Linked DNA regions of Gossypium hirsutum: all the other regions are linked to region 1. Evidence: chromatin contacts called from public Hi-C data. All regions are on one chromosome and are shown on one strand. The core of a region is the stretch at or near the end of the contact, and the rest is flanking DNA. Distances in the headings are between cores, read along the strand shown.

The links. A called contact is a pair of places that touch in the nucleus more often than the background predicts.
Region 2: a Hi-C map of leaf shows a contact between it and region 1, with 2.8 times the contacts expected there. The contact joins the promoter of LOC107927969 here to the promoter of LOC107927880 in region 1. A contact is called at or near these places in 13 of 34 Hi-C or Micro-C datasets (fibers, hypocotyl, leaf and 2 more).
Region 3: a Hi-C map of leaf shows a contact between it and region 1, with 2.5 times the contacts expected there. The contact joins the promoter of LOC107920719 here to the promoter of LOC107927880 in region 1. A contact is called at or near these places in 2 of 34 Hi-C or Micro-C datasets (both in leaf).

Annotation. Positions count from the first base shown.
Region 1 is chrA12:7,266,392-7,270,709 of Gossypium_hirsutum_v2.1, reverse strand. It overlaps LOC107927880 (transcription initiation factor TFIID subunit 14b), which reads right to left and starts at 2,488. Exons shown (of 6, transcript XM_016859004.2): 1 at 2,246-2,488; 2 at 1,830-1,909; 3 at 1,499-1,720; 4 at 674-861; 5 at 469-590; 6 at 1-263. The coding sequence starts at 2,359. The coding sequence ends at 186. It overlaps LOC107927871 (pentatricopeptide repeat-containing protein At3g12770), which reads right to left. Exons shown (of 2, transcript XM_041082604.1): 1 at 2,436-4,318; 2 at 2,246-2,352. The coding sequence ends at 2,994.
Region 2 is chrA12:7,414,034-7,418,806 of Gossypium_hirsutum_v2.1, reverse strand. It overlaps LOC107927969 (NADH dehydrogenase [ubiquinone] 1 beta subcomplex subunit 9), which reads left to right and starts at 1,398. Exons shown (of 6, transcript XM_016859113.2): 1 at 1,398-1,660; 2 at 1,740-1,781; 3 at 2,058-2,139; 4 at 2,760-2,815; 5 at 3,506-3,578; 6 at 4,038-4,307. The coding sequence starts at 1,529. The coding sequence ends at 3,547. It overlaps LOC107927960, which reads left to right and starts at 4,757. Exons shown (of 2, transcript XM_041082608.1): 1 at 4,757-4,773.
Region 3 is chrA12:7,470,868-7,475,350 of Gossypium_hirsutum_v2.1, reverse strand. LOC107920719 (protein terminal ear1 homolog) reads left to right here and starts at 2,504. Exons shown (of 4, transcript XM_016850554.2): 1 at 2,504-3,187; 2 at 3,415-3,555; 3 at 3,650-3,791; 4 at 3,874-4,455. The coding sequence starts at 2,505. The coding sequence ends at 4,017.

The sequences.
Region 1 (4,318 bases), core at 1,239-3,738:
CCATGCTTTTATTAGTTCAGAGCTCAAAAGCCATGAAAAGGAAGAAAACAAGACAAAACTCAGCAAAGTCTTAGAAAATACATATCTCAGTTACATTACTATGCCATCACGTGCCTTTGCCGCAAAATCAATTTAAACTGGAAGTGGAAGTCTCAAAATTTCCAAGACTACTGTAAATTCACTATTCAGAGTGGTTTGAACTGTTGATTCTGCCCGTCGGTCAAGCTAATTTGTCGCCTGAGCTTAGCAATATGAGCTTGTACCTACACATTCCAGTTAAAATATCCAAACATTTGAATTTCTTGACATCTTTACATGATAATGGGCCAATTATTTTGAAAAGATGTCGGTGAACAAGTTTGTGAACAAACCAAATGTAACTGGAAATAGAAAAAGTAAAGATGCTTTGCATTTCACATTTCACAAATAGGAAACTCATCCTAGGAAGTAAAAATCATGCTTGCTTACCTGCTGACGAGCAGCTGCAAGTTGTAATAGCTCATCTGCTTCAGAGAAATTCAAGAACCACTGGCTTAGGGGATGGTCCTTAGTGTCACCTCTCTTCTTTTTACTTTCATCTTCAGTTGATACTGCAAGCAATTTAGAGGTATCCTCATGAAACATAAGATTAACACCAAACAAAAAATTTCAAAGACAAGGCATAGGAATAAACCCGAGGGTGGTAAAGTAACACCAGCTGGTAACCTGGGGAAGGTTACTGCTGGATGATTCTGCACACGAGCTAAAAAACTCTCTGACAGTTCTGTGAATACAACCTCATCATAGGATTCCACAACAACAGGTTTTTTGGTCGACATGGGGCCAGATTCATCTTCTGGGTATAACTTCAGATGATGATATCTGGAGAATAAAATTTTAATATCAACATTTTGCCTTGAGGCTTTATTTAGATTTTTGGTTTTCCATCAATGGAGTGGGTGATATGTGATTTTGATAGCAAGAATTGTTAGTTAAAAACTGAATCATTGCGAGAAAATTCCAGCACTCACTAAATATCTTCAGTACGGCGCGCGCGGGGGGGGGGGGGTTGGAATGTCAGAAAATCCAACATTAATTCAACATAATCAGAACATTATATCTGCTGATTATTAAAATGTTTACTTTGATTCCAGCCAACTCCTTAAGAAATTGAATAATATAAAATGGAAAACAACAAATAAAGTAATTCATGTATCTCACAGTTATATCTAAATATAACCAAATCATTAATTTTCTACACTTGATTACCAACTGAGACACATCAACAGTAAAGTAGTCTTTCATGGTAAGAGTTATCCACTGTAGGCCAAATGACTATTAACAACATCAAAATTAAAACGAGTAGAAGTTCTTTCTAGTGCTACATAATTGTATGTTCTTCTCCTACATATCTTTAACAATGTCCTAATTAAACAATGACTGTATTAGGACTAAACCTCTGCTATTTCTGGAATAAACCAACTTAACTAAAACCAGATTAACAGGCAAAGCAACTCACAAGTTCAAGGGCTTCTCACAAACATCGTTATGGAAGAATAGTGTAATGGCAATCTCAAATTCGCCCCACCCTGATTCTGATAACTCAAATGGAGCAGACTCCACAACCCTTGTTGGGTTATTGAAACTGGAATGCAACTGAAAAACAGCCCGCTTTACAACCACACTAAGATCCTCATTCGTTGCCCCACGAACATACACAGTCCATCTGTGCGATTGATACCTGAATCAAGCATTGAAAATACAAACCAAACGTAACTGAAACGTGCAAATAACAAACCAAAGAAGAAAGCAGAAGTTCCAAAAGTTCCAAGTGTTAAGCAAATACTCACTCGCTTGCCTTTTTACCAAGCCAAAATGCAGCATTACCATATACGATAGGAACACTTATTTCAACATCTTTGATCTTCTTCTGCACCGGAATCATAAAAAATACAACAATAAGATATTCCTGACAAAAGAACTACTTGTTCTGTAATAAAAACATTTCAAATCATAGTTTTTTAGTGCAACCAGGTTGAAAACTAATTTCTCTTTTCATAGGTTACATCATTTTGATTGCCGACATATTGGGTAAAACTCCAAATTTAAATGATGACAAATTGTAGCTCCAAAATTCAATTAAACATCAGTCAAATAGCTGAACACGGAAATTTGAAAGAAAAGAAAAAAGACAGCTTTTTGGCTTCTTGGGGTGATGTTATTTAGGTGAATTGAGTCCGAAATTGAATTGAGATTTCAAGACTACCTTCTTTTCACTGTCTTCGGATTTGCCCATTTTGGTGCGCTGTGATTTGAGCGTGGGCAAGCTAATCTCCGGCTGATCTGGATCTTTCTTTTTCGACAATGAAGTATCTATCATATCATGTAAGAAAATCGGCTCAACCTCGTGAGAAATCAAGGTTCAACTAGAAAGAAAATTAGGGTTTTTCTTTCACCTTAGTTACAGTGCCTGGTTTGCAGGGCATGGGGTTTGAGGAATTGATTGCGTAAGTGAGGTTTCTATAACACTCATGATTTTAGCCAATAATAGAGCAACATGTAATGTGACAGACGAACAAGTGCACCATAGAATGACTAAAAGGCCCTTATTTTTAATGTTATGTTCAGTAGGATTGGCCAGCTTGAGTCTGGCCCTTTTGTAGTTGGCCCAGCAGCCCCGACAGAGAAATAAGGAACAAATTAAATTGCCCCAAACTGGAATTTAATTCCAAACTTTTATGCCTATGAAATCTTGGCCGTGTTCATAAGGTTAAAGCTTTGGAATTCTAACGTGAAAATGATGTGCACTAAACATAATTTATACAACACAATCCTTGCAAGCTCCATAAAAGCAGCCAAAATGAAGATGCTGCAGTTTCCTCCAAAGCATGTTGTAACATGAAGTTATCAACGTATTCACCCTTCTAAACTGCATGCTTCAGAATCCCACATGTTCATTCAAATGAAACCATTTACATCCTACATGTCTCCTTCATGACTGATACCTGCTCTATTCAACCACTGACTTCTACCCAACTAAATGCGGTATCTTTCTTTAATCCTCTCTGCTTCATTGTCTCCCTTAACTGACCAATCTCATCCCACATTCTTAACCTAGCGTATAAATTTGATAGCTTAACATAAACTCCAACATTCTGAGGATCCAACTCGAGTGCCTTTTGAGCAGCAAATTTACCCAACTCAACATTTTCATGATCACTGCAAGCACTAAGTAAAGCCACCCATAAGGAAACACTGCCATTGTTGTGGCCTTTCTGAAGCATCATCTCATTGACCACCTTCATTGCCTTCTCTAACTCACCAGCCCTACATAGTAGATCAACCACACAACTGTAGTGCTCTGGACCAGGAATCAACTTGTAAACATGAGTCATGCAATCAAAATACTCAAGGCCTAGTCTTATTTGTCCAGTGTGACCACAGGCTGAGATGACTGTTACAAATGCCACCTCATCAGGCTTAATACCCTCCCTCAACATCTCTTTAAATAACAAAATCAAGTCTTCATAGTGTCCATTTCTTCCATACACACCAAGCATTGAAGTCCAAAGAACAACATCCCTTCTTTTCTCCCTCCCCAATCTCAGCCCTGCCAAACTGAAAACTTGGAAAGCTTGCATCACCAACCCACATTTTCCATACATTTCAATCAATGAACTTTGCAGAAATACATCCTCCACCAAATTATAAAATTTACGGAATAAATATCCATGCATTTGCCTCCCCAATTCAATAGCCGAAAGCCCTGCACATGCACGTAACATAGCCGATAAAGTAAAATGGTCATAATCCAAATTCAATCCAGGCATCTTCCTAACAAGTACAAGTCCCTGAATCCACAACTTAGCCTCACAAAATCCTGATAAAAGTGCATTTGCACAAACGGAGTTCTTAAAAGGAATTTCATCGAACATCACAGCTGCATCTTCGATAAGTGACGATTTTGCATATAAATCAACTAGAGCACTGCCTACAAAGACACTCGACGTCCAACCTGATTTCGCCACGTGAGAATGAATTTGTTTACCAAATTCAGCTTTCTTCAATGAAGATGACGCTGATATGGAACTACACAAAGCATAAGTATCCAAAGAAATGCCATTAAAGTGCATAAAAGAAAAAGTTTTTAGTGCAAAAAACGCAAACCCATTTTTTGAAAAATCAGATATTATTACATTAAAGGGCAATGGGTTTGGGGGGTTTATGGATTTGAAGTAATTGGTTAAGATTTTAATGCTGGTTTTGCTTTCCAGGCATGCGGCATATGTGAAAATGAGTTCGCTGTGGATATTGGGTGAAACAGAAAACAAGCCTTTTC
Region 2 (4,773 bases), core at 149-2,648, 150 kb before region 1:
AAGAAAAGAAAAGAAAATGGAAGAGTGGAGAGTGAGAAATAGTCGGTTGAGGGAGAAAAATTAGGAAAATCCCTCGTCACCTTTTTTTTAAAACTACCCCACTAACTAATCACATCAAATTTTTTTTCTCGGAGTTTAAAACAAAAAATAATTCACTTTGCATACGCAAGAATTCAAACACAAGACTAAAGAGTAAGTTGAAGTCTTGTCACTAAACCAACAAACTCATTCTTAATATTAGTTGAGCAAAAATAATTTATAAATCAGAGGTTCAAAGATTGAGATTTTGCAAAAATTCAAGGGAAATGATTTAAACTCAGAACCTTACACACACTACTCACATCTCTTAACCACTGAATCAGAACAAATTACTTTACATAATTTTCACAACCTTTATTCAAAATAGGGCGTGACCACTTTTGATTTCACTAACCCAATTTCTTCTAACCCGATTTTCGGGATGTGACAATGTATTCACCTGACCCACATTAAATTCTTAATATATGATTATAATAAATTACAATTTTAATGTGCAAGAAGAAAAATCGATTTATATGTATTTATCTTTTGAATAAATATAATATTTAGTACTTGAAATTGATTTTTTTAAAAATTTGATAGCTATATTTTTTGGTCCAAATTGTTATCTAAACTTGTCATACGTTATACAAATTACTCTAATATGCTAACAATATAATTTTCTTACAAGGTAACAAAATAATTAATATATAATTGATATACGAGGGATGACATGAAATATTTTTTGGCATTCTAAAAGTTCAATTACTTTTATTTTATTTCTTTTATTTTAATACAATGAGTATCTTTTATTTTAGATTTTTTAAACTCTAATTTTCTTCTTCAATCATTCTTCATGTATAGCTCAAAGTACAATTTTTTAACTTAGATTTCCTCTAATACTGATGATATTTTTGTGGAATTGAAAGCTTTTTGAAAACCAAACAATGATTTAAGCATGCGATCCCTTTTAAATTATTTAAAATAATCTTAACCCTAATGAAAAGTAAAATTCGAGCATATAATTTAGAAAATCAGTGGAAACTCCAAATAAATGTAATTATTATTGTCATTAAATTTCATTTTATGTGTCACATATCAGTCATGCATTAGTTATTTCTATACCCTTATAAAAAAAAGTAACATAGTTAATGTTTTTGGTAATTTATATAACAATTAATAAGTTTAGATACCAAATTAAAAAAAAAGTGTCAAATTTAAATATCTAATTGAATTAAAAAAATTTAAGTATCAAATTAGTAAAAAAAATCAAATTCAGGTACTAAATGGAAAAAAACTTAAATAACAAATTAAGAAAAAGTCTCAAAAATTAACACAAATTACCAGCTAAATCCCTTTTACTTTAAACGTTAAACGTTAAACGGTGTCGTTTCAAAATTAATGAGTCCGTGTGTACAGTCTTACATCAACACTTCCCCTACCAGGAACAGCGTAGGAAGAGCCAGAGAAAGAAGAGTCCAGAATCTGGGAAAAAGCAAAAGCAGCCGAAATGAGCGGAGCCACGACGGCAGCGTATTTAGCTCGAAGAGCAGCTCAGAAAGAGAGGGTTCGGATTCTCTACCGCCGTGCCCTCAAAGATACCCTCAATTGGGCCGTCCATCGCCACCTCTTCTATCAAGATGTATCTCTCAGATCTTTCCCCTCATTTTTTTTTCTTTCTTAATTGATCGATTCTTTGATTTTAAGTTTCTTTTTTGTAGGCCTCTGATCTTCGCGAAAAATTCGAAGCCAACAAGCATGTGGTTCGTCTTCATTCCTTTCCCATTTTCACATTATATCATCCTCTTTTTTTTTTAATTAATCATATTCAGTGATAAATTGTATGAAGATTTACCTACTGGGTGTTCTGTTTTTCTGTTTCTATTATGACAAAATGATCTCATTGAATTTCTGCATTGAACTTATTAAGGACTCATGTAAATGGTGATTATATTTTTAATGGTTTAACTTTGCGGTTGTTTTGGCTTTTCACTAAGTATCTTTGATGATGTTGCTTTGTATAATTTGGGTTTTTGCAGGAAGATCTTGACACAATCGACAAAATGATAGCTGCAGGTGAAGCAACCTATAATAAGTGGCGGCATCCTGATCCTTATATTGGTAAGATTACAATAGTATGTTCAATGTTGTTGGTTTTATAAGAGAACTTCTGTTTGAAGTAATGGGATATGAAACTTTTCTTTTTCTGATGCATACACTTGGTCTCTAAGATACATGCATATTACCAAAGGCAGAGTTAGTGTATTGGAAATCGAATGTCTATGTCATCTCAATAGTTCTCGCGTGGAAGGAATTTTTGTATATATACGTGTGTGTTCTTTTGAAGTTCTTGTGCAACAACTGAGAGGAAAATGGCTCAAAAAATTGACAATAGGATGAATTTTTTATGGTAACTCATTTACTCTTTGTTAGGATTTTGATTCCATCTCAGATAAATAATAGTTTGGTTATTACCAGTGAATTTTCATTGACTGTGAGAAACAAGGTATTTAGGTGAAGAGAATTGCTACCAAACTAGTACTATGGTACTTCACCTCTCCTTGCTTGGTGCCATCTACTTACATTCTTGTATTTGGTAAAAAGTACTTGGTTCTTACTGTTAAGTCTTGCTCTTGTTGTGACACTTGACTGATTGACTGCGATTTCCTTATAAGTTGCTAACTTTCCAGTTTTAAACCTGTTATGTGGTTTGAAGCTTAACATCTTAATTCCATTTGCAGTTCCTTGGGCTCCTGGTGGTTCCAAGTTCACTCGAAACCCTGTCCCGCCATCTGGGGTAATTCTTTTAGTTCCGTTCTTGCCATTTGCCAACAAATATGCTATTTCTTTGTTTTCGCATGTTTCCTCACTTGTCTGCAATTCTTGTTGTATTCTATGCATTCTTATTTTTATTTTTTTGGAGTATTCATGTGTCTACCTTTATGAATGTAAGCTATCCTTTTCTTGCTTTTAGAGTAGACATCCACTTATTTTTGTTTCTTCTTTGTTCATGGTATCTAAAAAATCCAGTATTTTAGCTGGAGAAAATTGAGATTGCACCTCTCACATACCGCACTGTTCTGTTCTGTCCATTGGCCTTCTCTACGGCTATCCAATGTTCATAGTGATTATCAACCCATCATGCTGCAGATTAGAAGAAAAGTAATTAGAGAATCCTCTTCACTTGTCTTTGTTTTGTTTCTCTATAGCAGATAGCTTCTTTCTTCCTACTATTTTAGAATCATTTCTTCCTTTGAGTATATTATTTATCTCGGTAGGTGTCAAAAAATGATCTAATTGCTGGAGAAAGATAGGGTGAAGGGAACAGGAGTGTTCATCTTGTCCTGTAATGGAGTTTCTACCCTGTTGCTTAGCTACCTGACCTAGATCCTTTTAGGAGCTTTCAAGCAACTATTAGTAAAATTCCTGATTGATTTAATTGCTTTTTAAATTTTTATCCAGTTCTGATATTTCATTCTTGATGCAGATTGAGATTTTATATGATTATGGTAAAGAAGAAAATGATTAAAACATGATCTTTTCTACCCCAACAAATAAAGGTTAGCCATTTACTTTGTTATTTAGGTTTTCTTTGTTCTTTGTATAATTCCCTTGTCAAAGTTTTGGTTTGTGTCTTACAACTTGCCACTGGTTGGTTGCGCTTTTCTTTAGAAGTTTAGTTGCGATAATCTCTTGGATTTATATTGAAAATACATACATGCAAAAATGTATTAGCAGGGTGTTATTGTGAAAATAATTTCAAGGTTTTTCGAGATACACTCTCCTGAAATCATTTAGTTTATTTAGGGAGTGATTAGTGTGTTCTTGTCTCGAAATAAATGATACTCGACATGTTAGTATCTTTTCAAATTTGAATGATATTTGCACTAAGGATCCAATCTTCTACCAAAGCATCCTCTGTTAAGAAAATGCCATGTCAAATCACGTAGGTACTAGATGCTTTGAACATTTTGTTATTTTTTGTGATGCTAAAACTTTCCAATTTTTGGTTGATTCAGGTCTAGAGACTCCTTGAGGGATTCCAACGCAAGGATTCAACAATCGTTTAGCCAAAATCACGGAACTATTCATACGCTCTTGGCAGCAACTCCTTTGTATTCATCCCAGTGAAACGTGATGAAGCTTTAATAACATTAATGTTGATGCTCCTTTTGACTTAAGTGTTGTGTCTGGTTTACGATATGAGATCATTGCTCAGATTGAAAGTACCAAATGGTTGTTGACATTTGCAAAGTAATACTATGATCATGAATCCTTTTTTGTCAAAATCTTATGTTTGCATCTTTTGTCTATATGCCTACGTTGGGTACTTGTGCATTGTGCCATTGAAGACGTTGGAATCAAAGGGTTGCAACCTATGAGCTTTCGGGCATACTGGATATAATTAGTATGAAAAAAGTTGTAGGAACCTAGTGAACCTGTTGGTACGTGTTTTTATTTTGTATCAGTAGGCTTTGAAGTGCCATATCCGGCATAACTAATGGGTATTTAAAAAAAGAAAGAGTTGAAGCGGTACTGGCTATAGTTGTTTATTATATTGGATTCAAATATGAATTTATATTCAAAATCACTATTGGACTTATTTGAATTCAGTCATTTATATCCACTGTTTAATTTTAGAAGAGTTAATTTAATAAATCCAAATATTTAAAAAAAAAATTGAATACGGAGGATATATTTAGTGAATTTGACAAACAAAATCGATTCATTGCCTAATTGGGAAGAGAGGTCAAC
Region 3 (4,483 bases), core at 1,255-3,754, 200 kb before region 1:
CATCGGAGGTGTTTGAATCCTATAAGGCAATGGGAATTGGTAATGAGATGAGCTCCCCGACAGTGCCTCGTGCGACCCCTTCTGCGATAATGACTCATAAATTATCGGTTGAGTCGGAGTCATCGGGAAAGGAGATGCACAGGGCCATGCATTCCAACTTGGCATAGGATTGGAAAAAGAAACATATAAGGGCTAGCATAATCTGAAGAGGCTATGATATGGGTGTTGTTGGTTGAGGAGTTGGGCCCGGTGATTGTGTCGGAGCTGTTGATGAGCCCATGCCGTCATCTCTTTTTCTTGGATTTAAAGGACCCCGTCGTTCTCTTTCAACATGAATTTGCTGACACCTCTGCTCTTCCGACAACAAATATGACTTATCATAGATCCAAAATCATGGCATAAAATCTGGCTCACACGCTAACTATAGAACGATGATCAGTTAGCGAGTAGGTATATGATCATACCGATTTTCTCAAATTTTAATATATTCCGAGAAAAATACCGGCCAATTCGTATTCGATTACTGTAAATTGATTTTGTGCTCATCATCGAGCACCTCAAGTGTCACGGGAATTGATTGTTGGAATTTAAATTATCACAACACTCTATCAGTCTGGTACATCTCGACAGTAACATAGTTGACCAATGGGACCTTAACATGCCAAATGTTCAGATTTTGAAAGAATTCATTTGGAATTACTGTCCGAATTGCTGGATCCTCGTATGATGTCCATTGAAATTATAAGAACGTGATAAAAATATTAGTTATATATATAATACTAAATACTAAAAATGAAACGACTATTTTATGTATATATATTTTATTTAATACTTACTTGCACTTCCGACCGTTTGTCTAATAGAAGCCGTATATCTTCAAGGGCGGTAGGTATTCCAACATAACTCGTGGAATGGTTCCACCTAATTAAAAAAAAAATTTAGCATACAATTATATTTTAAATCTATGTAATAATTGTAAAATTTATATTCAAATTTTACCTCGTTATAAGTTAGAATGTATATGGGTGGTTCACTCGATGACGTAAAAATAGAAGCGAAACCGAGCCCATGATTGTAGTGGTGATAGACAATCTCTAATTTTAGCTTTATTTGGTGGTATCGCCCCGCACATTTCTCGATACAATGTTGCCAACACAGCAGACTCCCAACTAAATTCGCCAACTGCTCTAAAATCAACGAGTTTCAGTAGCTACCTCAAATGTATGAGGTTTCGTGACAAGTCTGACATCAGATAATCTCCAATCATCTTAAGGATGTATGCCCGAGTATATCATATTCTTTCTACTTCAGTTGAATCATTCCCCGACTTCGGGAATATGTTTCGTAACCAGGCTATCTCGATCCGATCTCCGTAAATATTATCCGGAATCGCACCCAAAAGATCGTAGCATACGGCTCCTCAATTAGCAGATTGAACGGACCCGGTGAGTGTAGACCCATCCACCGACAATCCCAATTGTAACTGCACGTCCTCCAAAGTGATGGTACACTCTCCGCATGGAGCACATATCGGGTCTCCACCTCTCTATTAACGTGCTAATGAGTTTCGAGTCCAACTTGCACCCTTGACTTATAGTGGCTACGTGCCAAAAACCCGCTTCCCTCAAGTAATTTTCTATCAACGGTGATGGAAGACCATACATATTACGAATATAATTGTAACACTCGATCTACAGACTGTTATAAAAAATTATAAAATAAAAATTAATTAAATTACATAAATGAAAAAAATATTAAATAATATTCAAAATTTAAAATTAACCCTTACCATTTTCATTTGTTCGACGGAATGTTTATGATTGAAACAAATTAATTCCCCGGTTATTGCTAACACAATCAAATATTTTTGAAATTATAAAAAATACTAATTTAGAAAAATAATTAAAATAATTAATTAATTAAAGAGAGTTTTGAGAAATTTAGAGAGAAATTTGAGAGCTTTTTTGCCAAATTTAAAAGAAATATTGTGTGAAAAAAAATAGGAGGGGTTTTTATAGTTTTTTTTTCCAGCGGTCAAAAATTTAAATAGCCGTTGGAAAAAAAACACTGAACAAATTGCGTCCCTGGGAAAGCGATTTTGTCACATTAGTAAAATGCTTCCACATCAATACATTTTGTGCTGACATGGCAAAATCGCTCTCTCAAAGACGTAATTTGCTGAAATTTCACCTAAAAATACTTTTATATACACGCATTTTACATATTTCGACCATTTCCAGGAAATAATATAAAAATTAATTCATTTTTGTAAATAAAATTAGAAATAGGCATTTACGGAAAAAATGCTCCATTACAGAGGCACCCTAAAACAATTATTTGAAAAATAACTTTTGGATATAGAGGTAATTTTTTTTACATTATTTAAATAAGAAAGCCGAATAAATTTGAATATATAGGGAAAAGGTAGAACTATAGGGTTAGTATATATGTGGAAGGTCAAGGGTCAATGGCCTTAGAACCGTGCTAGCGTGTTACAGTTGAACATGGCGACCGTGAGAGCTGATGTTGCCCAAGATTTTCCCCACAACATAGGGATGAGAAACTGGAGCTTAAACCCAGAAGCCCCTGAGTTTTTCCCTGCAAGGAAACGTCTGCTTTCAGCTTCTTCTCCCGTGTTTTCACCCTCAACTCCAATATTTCTTCATTATTATACCCATCCTTTATTGTCAGCTTCCACGGTCTCTCACCTTTCATACACCTATCCTCATCCACATGCACTTCAGCCCCATTTCTTCATCCCTGAGAAGGCGGCTTCTGCATCTGTGGCCATGACTGAAACAGTCTCTCCCTTGCTGGAACCATTCAAGACTACCATGGTGGTCGACGAAGCGCCGGAGCCTAGAACAGCGGCTCGAAAGGAAAACTTGGGAGGTACCAGGCCAAGCGTTAGAGATAAACCTTACTGGAAGAGCGATAAAAGATATGGGAAAAAAGGGTTTGTAATTGTTGATCGTAATAGTAGCTACGCTCGCAAGAAACAATGTAGGGGGAAGCCTAGCAGTTACAGTTCTCAAGACAAGAAGCATTTTGCTAAAACTTGCCCAAAGAAGGCTCGAGGTCGGGCTGGTAATAAGTATAACAAGCGAGAGAAACATCCACCCATTCCTCTAAAGCCTGACGGGTTGGAAACGACGGTCATGATAAAGAACATACCCAACAGATACACGTATATATAATCTTTTGGTTTCAACTATATTCAATGTTATGGGTTTATGAATGTTTTAGTTGTCTTTTCGTCTTCCCTGTGATTATTTTTCAGCATTTATTGATTGCTTTTTATTAGTGTTTGCTGTTGATTAAGACTTGTGAAGATCTTCTGGGTTGCCTTACGGATCTTTATAGATTTGTCTGCTTAAAACATTTGAATGAATTATTGGATATTGGGGTTTGTAGACGAGAGATGTTGGAGGATGTTCTTGACCAGCATTGCATGCTTACGAATAAAGAGGCCGAGTCTCAGATTGGTAGTGCAGATGAAGATGAACAACCTTCATTGACAGCGTTTGATTTTCTATACCTTCCGATAGACTTTGTGTATGTTACAAAAATTCACATTCCTTGATCATTTCATTTCACTTGGTTCATTTTACCTATAATTTTAATACTCAATTGTTTTCCATGATTGTAGTACCAAGTCAAACAAGGGCTATGCATTCGTAAACTTCACGAACCCAAAAGCAGCCAGGAAGTTTTCCCGTGCTTGGCACAATAAACATTGGCCTTGTATCAACTCAAACAAGATTCGTGAGATACATTGCGCCAAACTTCAGGTATACATTTTTGTATATCTATAAACCCAACAAAGTTAAGCCTGTTTAAGTACTTAAGTTGGTGAATTCAACATTTAAACAGGGGAGAGAGGAGCTAGTGAAGCACTTTGAGAATATGGAATTTCCTAGTGAAAACTTTCAACCACTGAGTTTCAATCCAGCACGTGATGGTTCTAAGCAAGCGGTGAAACAAACTATAGTTGGAAGATGCATAGGTTCTAAGTAACTAGTGTGACATGTCTGGGATACTACTATGTATGGCCGTATGAGACAAAAACAGTGGTGGCCTCTTTTTATTTTTTTTAACTGTTTAGTTTAGTTCTGTTGTTGGTGTTCAATTTGGTTGTGTTCTTAAGTTTGTTATTAGACTCTTTTTGGTCACAATGTGATGGGGTGGACCTTGGCACCTGGATCAGATGTAAAATCAAAGGGCAGGTGGCGAAATCCACCTTGTAATTGGTTGGGTGTTATGTAAATGTATATAGTCCGCTAAGTGTAATGGCAGTATCCCTCTCTTCGAGTAGCACAAAAGCTGCATGTAGTTATGTGGGTGTACGCCTTGACGGTGTTTTTGGGGCACCATTCAATCAAGTTTGTATGTTAAAACTGCTGTAAAACGACAAGAAGTCCTTGGACTGAAAATCCGTTTCACCAAAGGAGGAAAATGCCGATTTTTACTAGAGCAGTAAATC